Linked DNA regions of Sus scrofa: region 1 is linked to region 2. A link is a contact called in public HiChIP or PLAC-seq data. All regions are on one chromosome and are shown on one strand. The core of a region is the stretch at or near the end of the contact, and the rest is flanking DNA. Distances in the headings are between cores, read along the strand shown. Region 1 holds the start of LRIG2 (leucine-rich repeats and immunoglobulin-like domains protein 2). Region 2 overlaps LRIG2 (leucine-rich repeats and immunoglobulin-like domains protein 2).

Region 1 (4,418 bases), core at 545-3,044, 57 kb after region 2:
TGCCGCCTCCCCTCCCCTCCTCCCCAAGGGAGGGGCTTTAAGGGTTAAACATTTATGGTTATACTATTATTAGGTGCTTACTATATGCCAGACACTAAAGTAAATACTAATTTTATTATCATAACAACCCTATGAGGAAGGTACTATCCTTGTTTTACAGAGAATGAGGGAGGCTTAATGATTTGCTTAAGGACAAAGAGCTAGAGGAACTGCCAAGTATCAAAGCTGGAATTCAGATCTAATCCTGGGTCCATATTGTGAACCTATCACACTAAGCCCCTCCAAAGCCTTCTTTTGCTATTTGCTGGGAATCATCTACTTCTACCACTTCCCACTACATTCCATTAGTTAGGTTCACACGTGAACTAGTCCTAGTTTGTCTAACTCAACTCTCCTACCACTTACCCTGAATGCTACTACTTCCCTGATACCCTGAAGCACTGCTTTCCCAAGTCCTGGCTACCCTAAGGACCTGAAGTGCCTTCCTTCTCTGTATTTATTAAAGGTAAAAAGCAATCATTGCTTATAAGCATATCTGGCTATTCTAATTGTCCTGAACTGTCACTGAAAACTTTTGTTGTGTGAAACAGAAGCAGAGTGGGTGAGAGAAAGAAAGCACACAGGAGGAGTTTTTAGACCTTTCCCTCAACCCCCACTCCATCACAATCTAGGTTCTTCATTTGCAAAACAAAAAGCTTAAGGCCAACCGTACTGAGCAGTAGAGAGAATTAAGTGGGGAGGAGGGGAAGGGAGGCGGCAGAGGCAGGCCTGTGCTCATCAACTGCTGGTAGATTTCTACCTGCCTCCCTTCACCTCCCCAGAAATTTATAAGCGTGGGGCCTTACAAAGATTTTGGGTATTTCTCAAGTCTCGGACATCAGAGGCACTCCACGATCAGTTAATTTGATCACTTCAACTACAACATTGGGTTGGGCGGTTAACTCAGGTGAACTGCTAAGCACATACATAATCGACTCTAAAGACTTCTTAGCTGTATTTGTCCCAATCCTTCAGCGTTCATTACAAATTTGGCCTCTCTGCATTCTCATTTCCCCACGTTCCGCACACAGAGACCTTCCTGTTTCTAGCGTCCCCACCCTCAGACCTGCTCTTCTCTCCCGACTTCTGCGTTTGACACCCACCATTCAGCAAATGCTACAGACCCGGCTCTGTAGTAAGAAACTTCTCATGAAAACCACCAAAAGCCCTTATGAGGTCGCTTCTATTAGTGTTGCCATTTTAGAGCAGGAAACAGGCCCTGAGTGTTTGAGTGACTTCCCCGAGGTCCCTGAACTCAAGCAGCGAAGCCACAAGCCGCGCTCTTAACTGCTGGTCCCCGGCCTCTTGCCGGGTCCGAGGAGCACCCGCGTCCCTTCAAGCCCCGCCCGCTCCTCCACTTCCAGTCACTTCCCGGCTCCTCCGCGCGCCGCTCGCCCCCCACACCTGAGTCAGGCCCCGGGGCGCGCCCCATCCGTCCTGGGCGGTTTTCCCCTTTTCTCCGCCCGAGACTGAGGCTGAGATCTACGGTGGGGTCCCAGAAGCGAGGAGGTCACCCCGAGGTCCTCTGACGGCCAGTCCGAGGGGCGAGTCCCGCGGGGGAGCGAATACTGCAGAGGAGCACATCCCGCCGCGGAGCACGGCGACGCCATCCCCGCCGCATAGCGGGGGCGCGGCGCGCGGGTCTTACCCGGCCACCGGTCACGTGGCGAAGAGGGGGCGCCGGCGAGCGCGAGCGAGCTAGCGGGCGCGCGCCTGAGAGCTCGTGGAGGCGCGAGTCGCGGTTCCCGTGTAAGAGTAGGGGGGAGGGGGCGGCGGCCGGGAGGGCCGACTCCGCCTCCTGTGCGCATGCTCCGGCCCGAGGGTTATAAGGCAAGCCTCGCGGGCCCGGCCCGACAAAGTGCTGGAGAGCTGCGACGTGACTGGCGCGGCGCGTGGGTGCCGGGGCAAGCGAACAAGGCAGCCGGCGAAGGACGCGACCTGAATCCTGGGCCCCGCGGAACTGCAGCCGCGCCGCCGCGTCACGCTCACGCCTGGCGCCGCGAGCCGCGCATAACGGTTAGTTAGTAACGGGCCCGCCGCGCGCTCGGCGTGGACCCCGCGGTGTCCTCGCTTCCTCTGCGGGGTCGGGGGGAGCGGAGAGCTTGGTCCTCCGGAAAGGAGGGGGCGGCCGGGCGGGGGCACCGTGGCCGCAGCAGCCACGTGGCCACGGAGCGCAGCCTTGGTGAAGGAGACCTTGGGACGCTGAGGACGGCGCCTCTCCCGGCAGAGCTGTGGCCCCGTTGTCAGGTGCCGGTCACCGACCTGACCGAGGAGTTGGGTGGTGCTGCCGGTGACCTTGGGGAAGTCGCTTCCCCTCTAGTCTTCAGTAGGTCCTTCAGGAGATGCTTTTTGATCTGGAAATGGGACGACGTGGGGCTGATTCACGTGGTGCCTCCAGATTGCTGGCGGCGTTCTCCAAGAGAAGGGACCCGGGGCTGGAGTAATTTTGGACTCGTGGCATGCCCGCCCCAACCTCCTCTGCCAGCCAATCCTTGTCCCACCTGGTGACCTGCGGTAGTGGCTTGGGGGACCTGCAGTCCCCGCAGCCTGGGCGTGACTGCAGGGCTTCGAGTGGACTTTGCCGAGGGGACGGTGCCACTGGCAGACGCCCGGAGTGGTGCTGACGGGAACTCTTTGTCATTCAACCTGTGGCTGCAGAACGTCCGCCGCAGCGCCCTCGCTCTGGGGTTTTAAGACGGCCCTGTCCAGAGGAATCTGAAGCATAGCGTTACACTTGGTCTGATGCGCGCTTTTTGTTGCAAATACATCCCTTTTTTCCCCACGTGCATTTTAACATTTCATTTCTTTGTCATGACTTATTTGGTGCGACAGGCTGTTGCCAAAACTAGTTGGTAATTAATCTTAACCAAAAAAAAAAAAAAATTACTACTTCAGCCGAGTTGCCAGTGTCTGCATATAAATCTAGGCATCCATTGGTAACAGGGAAATGTTAAGTACTTTGTTCATAACTAGGTTTGAATTTTTTTTTTCCAAGAACTATTCTGATTTTGAAATAAACTGTGTACACTTCAGTGCCTTGATAAAACGGTTGTGAGATTAGTTACTGGAGGAAAGTCCGTGATAGGGTGAGCTCTGAATTGTGTGAGAGTTTGGAAGTGTGTGAGTAGGAATTAGCTGTAAATAAACAATTTTGGTATCAGCTACCAGCCCAGTGAGGTGAAGCAGAGAGTATTTTAGTTTAGTTTTTTAGGCATTGAATACTCCCATAAATCTAAGTCTTACGCCCTGAGGTACAATTTACCTTTAAATTGTCATGTAAATAGTAAAGAATTTAAGATATCTAGCCCTTAAAACAAGTACTGGATAAGTATTATTTAAATGCTGAAGTTACTTCAGTAATTAATTCAGGGATTAGATAGATGCTGTTCTTTCTTTGGATTGCAGTGACCCTTGATAAAAATGCAAGTTAATGGTCTGGGGAGCATTATGCGAGTTTTTTTTTTTATAGCTGAATGGGTTTAAAGGTTTAGTTTTAGGCTTAACATAATAGGCTGTAACATACCTAAACAGATTAAAAAGGAAAAAAGATCATGCCACCATAGGATGAACCAAGTGACCAGTGTTTCAAGAGTTTACATATCTTTTGGCCTTTTATATATTAATGCATGTAACTCTGGAAAGGATCTTCATGCCCAGCTAGTCACTTTCCCTTATTTTACAGATTAGAAAACTAAGGCTGTAGAAGTTAAGTGACTTCTCAACTTTTTAATGATTGGATGGGAATTATGTGTGGTTTTTTTTTTCCCATATTAAAAAATTTTATTGAAGTAGAATTGATTTACAAGTTGTGATCATTTCTGCTATACAACAAAGTGATTCAGTTACACATATACACACATCCATTCTTTTTCAGATTCTTTTCCCATATAGATTATCATATTATATTATAGAATATTGATTGCGTAGAGTTCCCTGTGCTGACAGCAGGTCCCCACTAGCCAGGCATTCAGTATACAGCGTACATGTACCAAGCTCAAATCCCCAGTCCACCCCTTCTCCCACCCCACCTGTCTCCTTTGGTAACCATAAGTTTGTTTAAAGTCTGTGAGTCTGTTCTGCAATAAATTCATTTCTATCTTTTTTTTTAGATTCCACATATAAGTGGTATCATGTGATTGTTTTTCACTGTCTAACTTCACTTAGTGTCTCTAGGTCCTGTCCATGTTGCTGCAAATATGTGTGTTTTTTGACTCCCATTTAATGAGTTTGGCACTCTTGAGATTTCTTTAAAATTTTATATATATATGAATTATCTCACACCAAAAACATTTGTTTTAAATCATAACTTCCTAACTTCTTATATCCTTCATTCCTACTGGATTTTCTATCCACTTCATAATATGCATTCCTCTGCAGGA
Region 2 (3,980 bases), core at 532-3,031:
TTTGCAGATTCGACCCCTGCCCTTGCTCAGTGGGCTAAGGATCCGGCATTGCTGTGAGCGGTGGTGTAGGTTGCAGACGCGGCTTGGATCCCACGTTGCTGTGGCTCTGGCATAGGCCGGTGACTACAGCTCCGATTAGACCTCTAGCCTGGGAACCTCCATGTGCCGCAGGAGCAGCTCTAGAAAAGGCAAAAAGAATAAACTCAAAATGGATTAAAGACCTAGATATAAGATCAGACACTATAAAACTCTCAGAGGAAAACATAGGCCAAACACTCTCTGACATAAATGATAGCAATGCCTTCTCAGATCCACCTCTTAGAGTAATGACAGTAAAAACAAAAATAAACAAATGGGACCTAATCAAACTTAAAAGTTTCTGCACAGCAAAGGAAACCCTAAACAAAATGAAAAGACAACCCACAGAATGGGAGAACATCTTTGCAATTGATTCAACTGACAAGGGATTAATCTCCCAATTTATAAACATCTGCAGCTCCACACCAAAAAAACAAACAACCCCATCCAAAAATGGGCAGAAGGTCTAAATAGACAGTTCTCCAAAGAAGACATGCAGATGGCCAAAAAAGACATGAAAAGATGTTCAACATCACTCATCATTAGAGAAATGCAAATCAAAACCACTCGGAGGTACCACCTTACACCAAACAGAATGGCCATCATCGAAAAGTCTACAAACAATAAGTGCTAGAGAGTGTGTGGAGAAAAAGGAACCCTAGTACACTGTTGGTGGGGTTGTAAATTGGTGCAACCCCTGTGGAAAACAGTATGGAGATTCCTCAGAAAACTGAATATAGAACTACCATTTGATCCCGAAGTCCCACTCCTGGGCATCTATCCAGAGAAAACCATGACTCGCAAAGACACGTGTACTCCGATGTTCATTGCAGCACTATTTACAATAGCCAAGCCATGGAAACAACCTAAATGTCCATCGACAGAGGAGTGTGGATCAAGAAGAGGTGGTACATATACACAATGGACTATTACTCAGCCATTAAAAGGAACGAAATACCGGCATTTTTAGCAACATGGATGGACCTAGAAATTATCATGCTAAGTGAAGTCAGCTGTACAATGAGACACCAACATCAAATGCTTTCACTGACATGTGGAATCTGAAAAAAGGACAGACTGAACTTCTTTGCAGAACAGATGCTGACTCACAGACATTGAAAACGTTATGGTCTCCGGAGGAGACAATTTGTGGGGTGGGGGGATATGCTTGGGTTGTGGGATGGAAATCCTGTGAAATTGGACTGTGATGATCATTATACAACTATAGATGTGATAAATTCATTTGAGTAATAAAACAAATAAATAATAGAATTTCTCCTTTAAAAAAAGGCCAAAAGACAAAAAATAAAAATAAAATAAAAAATAAATTGTTAACTCCTTAAGGGTTATTACAACATTTTACTCTGGATGGTACTCTCCCCCAGCACTTAATATGTACTCAAGAAATGATTACTGAATTGAATCAGAACTGAGTAAACTTCCATCCCCCACAAGACCTTATTCATACTTACTCTCCTAACAATACCCCTCTGAGTGAAACAGAATTGATTCTTCCTATTTTACTGAGCAGAAAACTGAGGCTTGAAGAATAAAAATAATTGGTCCAGAAGCAATTTGGGGGCAAGGATGGGGCAGAAGTTGATAGGGAAACTAGCAGACCAAAGCAAATCCAGTGATAATTCTGCTTGTCATTCTCCTGCCTGTTTAGTCTCTCTCATCTCAAGGTTACAGTGACAGCCTGGACTGAATTAAACTCTGAATAGCAACTGCAGGTCTGCAGGCCTGGGAGGAAGCAATACGTCTCTTTAACTCTCTCCTCAGAGAGAATTTTAAAAAGTGGAAAGAGAGAGAAGAAGGGAATTTAACCCCCAGGGAAATTTTCTGCAATGTAAAATCAGACACAGCTTTAAAATTCAATGTTTTCTTTCTCTGAAGATACCCAGGACAGTTTGTCTCTGTTGTTTTTCATCATATAAATTGCTTTGCTCGAAAGGCAAGTGGGAGTAAATATAGCAGCAGTATCTCTGATGTAACATTTACTGACCTGGCCTGGACATGTCCTTGACACTGTCCTTTAGAAAGGAAAGAGAAGGAGAGAAACTGTGTTCCTGCTGCTGTGTGTAGGAGAAATGCCTATTCCTGGCCATTATCAGGGTTCAGGGGACTGGGGACTGATGAGTACAGAGAATAAAAATAAAGAAGTAAAAGATGGTAGTGACTTATCAGCTTTCCTGCATTTGGCTGTCCCTGGCAGGTGGGCCAGAGCCAGGGCCAGTCAACAGCAGTATTTACTGAGGTGGAGGTGGCCAGATGCTCCTGCTGGAAACCACGAGGGGTTCAAGTTCCAGACCAGTTGCATTTTGAAAAGTGTCCTGCCTAAAACGTTTTGTAAGTGAACTGAATTCCCCTTTCCCCTTATTTTTTCCAGCCTTTTTTTTTTTTAAACCAACAATTAAGTATAGCAATGATAAAACATTAATTTTTATAGGGCTGGAGTACATATCTCAATGACAATTGTGATTCTCTCTGGGGAGAGGACTAGGTGGGTGGGACAGTAAATTCAGAGGCTGGGGCTGGGAGAAGGCAGAGCGGACAATGGCTCAGAAGTCTTTAAGATTTTGATTCTTGTACAATGAAAATGATTTACTGAATTACATGTGGGTTTTATTCAGGTAGGGAAGGAAGAATGGAAAGGATGGACTGAGAAACAGTTCACCTGTGATTTATAAATGAGACTTCATTTAGACGTATTATAAGCTCCCAATTACCCTCAAGTAAAATATCTGTTTGGTAGGTTAACTGTGATTATCTTATTTCCAGTGTCTAGAATAATGTTTCAGAAGTCTATTTTTTAAAACTTTGTACCCCTAATGTAAAATTTAAATTATAATACCATATAAATATATATATGTTGTTTATAGTAAATATATATACACACATTTCTGTCAATCTACCTATTTCTATTTGTCAATTACTTTTTTTTTTTTTTGGCCATGCCCACAGCAAGCAGAAGTTCCCAGGCCAGGGACTAAACCTGAGCTACAGCAGTGACCTGAGCCACCGGGGTGACAATGCCAGATCCTTAACCTGCTGCACCACAAGAGAACTCCCATCAATTATTTTCTTGTTTTCTTGGTCTTTTTTTTTTTTTTTTTTTTGTCTTTTTAGGGCTGCACCCACAGCATATGGAAGTTCCCAGACTAAGGGCTGAATCGGAGCTGTAGCCTCCGGCCTATACCAGAGCCACAGGAACGAGAGATCCGAGCCACATCTGCGACCTACACCTCAACTCACGGCAACACCGGATCCTTAACCCACTGAGCAAGGCCAGGGATGTAACCTATGTCCTCATGGAAGCTAGTCAGATTCATTTCAGCTGAGCCACGATGGGAACTCCTATTTTCTTGATAAGATAGGAACAAGAGAACCTTGTGATGGTACAGCTGGCATGCATTCCCCCCCATCTTAACACCACTAGTCAAATGAACAGAGCAACGCTGTTCTAGGGGTTCATATATACATTAATGCACACAAAATCCCTCAGGCAGTGCCTGGCATATTCTACTTGCTCTATAAAACTAGGACCCTTTCAGAGTTGCCTGGTGGCCTAGTGATTAAGAATCCGATATTGTCACTGCTATGGCACAGGTCAATCCCTGGCCCAGGAACTTCCACAAGCCACAGTTGTGGCCAAAAAAAAAAAAAAACCAAACAAACAAACAAAAAAAAACAAACCCAGCTAGGACCCTTTCTTTCCTCACCCTTATCCATGGAAAAGGACTGGGTTGAAACAAAAGAATTTCGGTTTGTCAGCATCTGGCCTAGGACAGTTAGAGTCAGGAAGAGTTTGATGTTATTTCACCAATCCTCTTAAAACAGGGAAAGTGAGGGCCAGGGAGAGTTGCTTGTTTAATAAAGGTTACAAACGCACTGAGATTCTT

The links. HiChIP or PLAC-seq counts read pairs in DNA pulled down with a chosen protein or histone mark.
Region 1: a contact with region 2 is called in an H3K27ac HiChIP or PLAC-seq map of skeletal muscle. The contact joins the promoter of LRIG2 here to the enhancer-like site in region 2. A contact is called at or near these places in 1 of 5 promoter capture datasets (liver), 12 of 47 Hi-C or Micro-C datasets (embryonic fibroblasts, epiblast stem cells, fetal skeletal muscle and 4 more) and 1 of 2 datasets of contacts at active chromatin or transcription factors (skeletal muscle).

What each region holds. Positions count from the first base shown.
Region 1 is chr4:107,509,514-107,513,931 of Sscrofa11.1, forward strand. It overlaps LRIG2 (leucine-rich repeats and immunoglobulin-like domains protein 2), which reads right to left and starts at 1,795. Exons shown (of 18, transcript XM_021090738.1): 1 at 1,688-1,795. It also overlaps a transcript of SLC16A1 not described here.
Region 2 is chr4:107,452,355-107,456,334 of Sscrofa11.1, forward strand. The region is part of intron 1 of LRIG2 (leucine-rich repeats and immunoglobulin-like domains protein 2); the gene reads right to left. Among named protein-coding and RNA genes, the nearest start is that of LRIG2, 57 kb to the right of the region's middle. Within about 2 kb of position 1,782, at least 8 of the 83 cell types and tissues checked have an H3K27ac peak or open chromatin away from gene starts, as enhancers often do. A contact at or near this core is called in liver and skeletal muscle, where this site is marked.